Regions from separate parts of the Oncorhynchus mykiss genome. Here region 1 is linked to region 2. Evidence: chromatin contacts called from public Hi-C data. All regions are on one chromosome and are shown on one strand. Each heading gives the region's core, a stretch centred on a gene start, on an enhancer-like site or on the middle of the called end of the contact. The rest is flanking DNA. Distances are from core to core; before and after follow the strand shown.

The links. A called contact is a pair of places that touch in the nucleus more often than the background predicts.
Region 1: a Hi-C map of liver shows a contact between it and region 2, with 5 times the contacts expected there. The contact joins the promoter of srd5a1 here to the promoter of LOC110496455 in region 2. A contact is called at or near these places in 2 of 3 Hi-C or Micro-C datasets (blood and liver).

The regions. Positions count from the first base shown.
Region 1 is chr18:51,493,545-51,496,979 of USDA_OmykA_1.1, forward strand. srd5a1 (3-oxo-5-alpha-steroid 4-dehydrogenase 1) reads left to right here and starts at 1,337. Exons shown (of 5, transcript XM_021572400.2): 1 at 1,337-1,788; 2 at 2,097-2,263; 3 at 2,497-2,598. The coding sequence starts at 1,478. LOC110496470 (RNA cytosine-C(5)-methyltransferase NSUN2) reads right to left here. Exons shown (of 19, transcript XM_036953048.1): 2 at 20-177.
Region 2 is chr18:51,166,632-51,169,928 of USDA_OmykA_1.1, forward strand. LOC110496455 (large proline-rich protein BAG6) reads right to left here and starts at 1,507. Exons shown (of 24, transcript XM_036953037.1): 1 at 1,144-1,507; 2 at 758-847; 3 at 479-596. The coding sequence starts at 838. LOC110496461 (lysophosphatidylcholine acyltransferase 1) reads right to left here. Exons shown (of 14, transcript XM_021572388.2): 14 at 2,135-3,297.

The DNA of each region.
Region 1 (3,435 bases), core at 87-2,586, 330 kb after region 2:
AGCTTAGTAGCTTCCGTACCTCTTGTATCCAGTGATGCGGATTGTGGCGGGCAGCGGTTCTCTCATAGCCGCCATGAACTGGTCAAACTCCCCCTCGGGCACCAGGCCCAGCTCCTGGTAGTATGCCTCAAACAGCTTGTTCTCCTTGATGATGTCAGCGTAGCCTGCACCCCAACCCTACAGGACAGATACATCGGAGGAGAGGGAAGACGCGAGGCGACATTGGGTGGAGAGCAGATGAGGGGGGAACCGAATAGGAGACATGGGAGGAGAGGAATGGATGGGGGTGAAGTGGATGTTAGTTTTCTGAATTGCAGCCTCAGATGGATAGATATTGATAGAGTTTACTATCATAGTACAATAGCTATAACCTGGTCCCAGATCTGTTTTTACTGTATAGCCAACTCCTTGACATGCCAGCACAAACATCTGGGACCAAGATAAAATAGCTAGCTAGCTACACATAGCTATGTCAACGAGTTGTGCAGTAGTAATCAAATCAAAGTTGCTGGGGAGAAATTAAATCTCTTTGACTCGGCATACAGTAATTTGAGGTGACCTAGGCAAGTTAGCTACAGTACGCTAAATTAGCCGGCTAGCTATGAAGAGCTATCAAAACTTACAGCATTGTCCCGGTTATCTCTTCCACCAGGCTTGCTATTATTTTGATGCTCCTTCTTTCTCAGTCGACTTCTCTTTCCCATTTTGGAAACACACACTACTCTAAATATGAACCTGCGAAGCAACGTTCTGGTGTAGCTAAATGTATTTTGCTAACAGGGTGATTGAAATGCGAATGGTACTGCACTCGTGTTCTGTTTCATCTTCTGACGCACACATGTGAGACAGGACCCCAGTTTATGGGTGGCGATGTATTAGCCTGAGAAATAGAAAATATCAGTGCAACATTTTGGCCAACTAAAACCAAAAACACACTCATATGTTTTCGTTTTGGAGCTAGTCAGACAGTGATAAATGATGTGTTTTTTTGTGTATGCACTAATGCCCCTTCCTCCAAACAATGTCTGATCAACGATATAGTCCGTGGCTTATTCCTCGCCAGTTAAGGAACCCAGGGGCAATGGCTATATACTTTTTTTATTGTTATTTTTTTTAACAGCAGTTTGCATAAATATGTAATGGAATTCATCTAAAATTACTGTAATTTCATATTTTTACCAGTGTGGTGGTTTCTCCTGAACACACCTTGTAGTTGAATAACATTGTATCCATTTTCAATTGGCTAGATAATGACGATGCAAAACAAAGTGACTCGATTGGTTTATTAGGAGTCAGGCTCCTTTATTTATCCTTATGATTGGACCATGGAACTGAGCAGACCAGTGAGATGATCGCAGTACGCATACTTGTGCAAGTGACATATGTGTTCATTATTGCCTTGGATACATTCATTTTATTTACATTGTTTTGAATACAATTTTAATTTCTTACACTATTTGCAGCTTATCTGGTAAAGATGGACAGTATTCTTTCAAAGCTTTTCGCCTCCGAGACAGAAGAGTTGTATGTTTTGGACTGCCTGGCATACTTCATGATTTTCATGGCTGCTTGTACCTTCATAACATTACTATTTGAGAATGTCCCCTATGGCAGATACGCAACAAGCAGATATGGATTCCCCGTCAACGTCAAATTCGCCTGGTTCGTGCAGGAACTACCTGCTTTTCTGGTGCCACTGTGCCTTGTGCTGTGGACTTCTGCGGCGAAAACCACTCATCTTCCCAATCAGCTACTGCTGGTCATGTACTTCTGCCACTATGTGCAAAGGTAAGACCCAATGGTTAGAAGATAGTTTGACAAAGTAACACTGTACTTCACATGCATACAAAGTACTAACTGTCATATCTAGGTCAGTGGTTCTCAAACGTTTTTTGGTTACTGTACAACCAAGTACATTTTGCTCTGCCCAGAGTACCCCCTCATATGCAATTGATTTCTCAATTGTAATAACACATTGCTAAATGATGTGCCAACGTTGTAACTGAAATGCAGTGCATTGCCAGCCATGAGACACATGCATCCTAGACAACTGGTGGGGAAATTATTATTCATCAGTTCTATTTATATTCTTCTAGATCTCTCATCTATCCATTTTTAATTCGTGGAGGGAAATCTACACCATTTGCATCGTTCGCCTTGGCCTTTGTGTTCTGCATCTATAATGGCTACATGCAGGTCAGATACCTGAGCCACTATGCAGAGTACTCTGCTGATTGGGTTACCAGCCCTTGCTTTATCACAGGTAAGAGACATGGCTGACATGACATACAGCATAGGGTCTGTATTAATGCATAAACCACACATTCACAAATTACACAGTTGTCTATTTCAATATGTTCCATGAATTTCTTCTCGTTCTAGAGTTATCCACATCATGCTATCCAAAACATACCTTACATTTCCTCATTTTCACCTCATTGGTTGTCTTATATACACTGTCATTATAAATCAGCTTCCCCATTGGTTGATTTTCAGGCTCTGCGCTATGGTTGGTGGGTTGGTTGGTGAACATTCACTCAGACCACATCCTGAGGAACCTACGGAAGCCTGGAGAGATCAGCTACAAGATACCAACAGGTAAGATACCTGCTACCAGAGAGCGATATAGAGAGAGACAGGTTTTCCACTGATCAGACGCCATGACCGTTTTGGACAGCATGCTGTAACAATTTCACATCAGTTCTCTCACAGCCAGCTGAACACATTGTAAATAATGGCTGTGAAATGTGTCTATGCTAGCTACAACCATAGTAGCACACTGATGTTCAGTGTTGCTTAAAACAGGGAGTTCACTCTTTCCAGAGGGTGGATCCAGTATTCTATTTTAAATCCAGGGTTACAGAGAGTAGTGTCACTATGACACACCAGAGAGGGTTGAAACCATCACCTTGTGCCCGAGGTGAACCCTTCATAACTGATGAACCAGTTGAAACCTGTCCACCCTAAAGCCTTGTAGAAATAAAGCTTTTTATGGTAGAGACAGAAGAATGCAGCAAGTCTAGTCACACCGTATGGAAAAAGTCTTACATTTTAGTTATTTAAGTGCCTTGCTCAAGGGCACAGACAATTTTTTTTTCACCAATTAGAACCAATGACCTTCAGTTACTAGCCCTACGTTTTTAACCGTTAGGCTACCTGCCGCCCTGCAGGCACTCCTGGAATCCAGAGAAACATGATGTTTTAGAAGAGTGGTGGTGAAGGCAGTGGCTGTACACAGTCTGTGTTCAAGCAGGGGGGGGACTGAAGCCATCTATGGTCTTTAGTGCCTTGTTTATGAATTATTTTTTATGCTGCCGTATTTCAGTCTATGACCTTAATACTCAAAATTGAGATCAACCTTCAGTGACTTAGAAGTGGTTTGAAGCCAGAGACTGTGAGAAAGGATCTGAAATACAATGCTACAGTTTCACCGGA
Region 2 (3,297 bases), core at 257-2,756:
TGTTCTGCCATGGCCAGTGAAGAGCCCGGATCTCAATCCCATTGAGCACGTCTGGGACCTGTTGAATCGGAGGGTGAGGGCTAGAGCCATTACCCCCCAGAAATATCCAGAAACTTGCAGGTGCCTTGGCGGGAGAGTGGGGTAGCATATCACAGCAAGAACTGGCAAATTTGGTGTAGTCCATGAGGAGATGCACTGCAGTACTTAATGCAGCTGGTGGCCACACCAGATACTGACTTAATTTTGAGCCCCCCCCCCCCTTTGTTTAGGGACATATTGTTCCATTTCTGTTAGTCACATGTCTGTTGAAATGGTTCAGTTTGTCTCAGTTGTTGATACAAATTAATACAAAAACATTTACACGTTAAGTTTGCTGAAATTAAAATGCAGTTGACAGTGAGAGACGCTTCTTTTTTTGCTGAGTTTATATTACTTACAGTCTCCATTGAATAGAATAGTTGCTGGCTTTTTTACTCACTGTAGTCATTCAGTGTCCTCTCATCCTGCAGCACTCTGCCCTGGTAGATTAGTCTCTGCTTTTCCACTGGGATATCCACTGACGCAGATATGTGTTCTTTGAACCTCTTCAATGTCAACTAAAGGAGAAATAACAGGCTCAGTGCATCACTAGTACAGGGCTGAATAAATGCATGTCCCACTCATAAGTGTACAGCATAAAAGACTACAACGAAGTTACCTGAAATCCAAACGGATATATGCCGTTGGATTTCAGGCTAAAACAGAAGTCACAGCCTACCTCTCTCCGGACAGTGTAGCTCCTGCTCCGCGAGTCCAGGGTCTTCACTGTAACCTCTATGGTGCTTGCTGACTCCTCCATGTTTCTCTGCTAAGAGCACAGATAAATACAGTCAGAAAATGTACTTTATCCTAAAATGTCCAGCCATGAAGACAACTGGGGTGTATTCATTGCAGAAACCCCTTAAGAACCAAATTGAAGCAAACGGAAAGGAGGGACCTAACGTTACCCGAATATGTCCAATAGAAACTTTCGTTTGAGTTTTCAGTTGAGTAAACGGTTTCTGTAGCAAAATGTTTTGCAACAGAACCGGTTTAATGATTACACCCCTGATGTTTATCCCATCACCTCTCGATTAGTAGTTAATAAATCGTTGAGTACAATACCTGTATTCTCACTTGAATCGAGGCTGTTATTAGCTTGCTAGCCAGCTACCTAATCTACATGTATTTAAATCAGGAAGCCAGCTGACGTTTATGTTTTATTTAACTAGGCGAATCAGATAAGAACAAATTCTTAATTACAATGACGGCCTATCCCGGACGACGCTGGGCCAATTAAGCGCCGCCCTATGGGACTGCCAATTACGTCCGGATGTGATTCAACCGTTAATCTCAATTATAATTGATTTTGTCTTCGTTCAACGTCATAGCACGGAAATACACTGTTGATGAAATTGAAATGGCGTTACATGAGCAATTATCTACTTTGTCTATTCAAATATTTAGTTCATATTCCATTGATTGGTTGCTAAAAAGTGCGACACCATTTAGTGCAAGGACCCATATGACGCACAAAATGGGGAGTGCCCATTATAAATGCCTGTTTGTTTAGGTACGAGTCTGTGTGCATAAGCATGTTTCCCATGCCAATAAAGCCATTTGAATTGAGAGCGCGAACACAGCAATAACTGTAGACTCGAAAACAAATTGAACAAATTATCAATTTACAGTTGCATTTTAACATCAGTGTATCTAATGTACTTGAATGTACACGCTCCCTCTTAACGCGCTCACTCTCTGGGCCTTGGGAATTAGATTTGGAGTGGTGTTCCCTTTAATTCATCCCGCTCTATTTCCTCATCAGTTTGAGTTTAAACCGGTCTATTTTTAGCTGACGCCGAGATGGTGTGTGTCCATGGGCGCAATGTTAACCTATTACCTTCATGACACAACGTTCAGAACTAGACCGTTGAGCACAAATCCCAGACATTGCTTTCACCTTTCATGTGTTCTCTTATTGGTGCAGATATAAGGCAGTTGGCGAGGAGATAGGCTAATTGCCATAGGCGTAGAATAGCCACCATCAAATCAGAAATCAGCCGAATATCTATTTCAGGAGTAGAGCTCCTACTAGTGGAAATAAAAAACACTGCAGTTGTGGAAATGTCATGATTTAATTCTCAACATTGAAGGCATGGAGCACTGCATAGGTATTCATAATTTCCAATCCACTTTCTTACAAAATGAATACTCGAAAACATTCAAAGATTTATATACCACAAATGTACAACATACAAAAGGTGTCGCTTCAAAGCCAAACTGCAGAGAATTCCCAAAACAAAACCAGTACAAAAAGGTAATAGATTGATCGCTTATCATAAAGTCAGAACTGATCCCAGATCAGTTTCATGATTGCCGATGCTTAAATGGTTCATGTTAGAATTTCAGCAAGGTGAGCTGATCTTAGATCTTTGCCTAAGGGCAACTTACTTCCAGAGTGATATGAGAGGTAACTAAAAAAAATGAGGGAAACATCTTAACTGAATATCTTAACTGAGGCTATGTCCGAAATACACCCTATTCCCTATATAGTGCACTGCTTTTGACCAGAGACAAATGTGCACTATATAGAGTATAGGGTGCCATTTGAGATGGATCCAAACTCTGGTTCTCTGTTCATCCAATAAGAAAAGAGAAAACAAACACATGTTCATCTGAAGACCCCAGTCTTTATGCTTATGAAAAGAAAGATACTTATGCTGTTAGATGCTTCACTTAAGCTCAGACAACATTAAAATAACATGTTTTTTATGGTTTAAAAAGGCAATAAGGAGCTCAATGTGAACGCGCAAGAGGCCCCTGGTTTAAAAATAAGTTGAAGTTTGGTCCCATATTCATCTATTTGAACAGTTTAATGTCTTGTGAGTTGCTATGGTCTACGAGGCAGGGAGATGCTTAGTTGAAGAATAGTTTGATCTCAGTCAGTCAATCTCGTTATGAAAGGCAGTGATTAAGCTGAGCTCAGTTTGGTGCTTAAATCACCTAATAAAACTAATCTTAAAAATAAAATACAAATCTTACTGGAGAGTGCACAGTAGTCATAATAACAGACATAGATAGTTTGATAAAAATGAAAGACAAATAAATACCTATACATAAGAAAAAAGCAAAACCCTTTTTACAATAAATAGCCAGTGTTTCTAAAGACTTCAGGTATCCAGTTTCTGTAACTCATGTTGGAAAGTTAGAAAGCATGAAGTCCTTGAAAACACTAGCAGACAAAACAAAGATGGAGTATTGGTGTGAGATGGTGTCCGG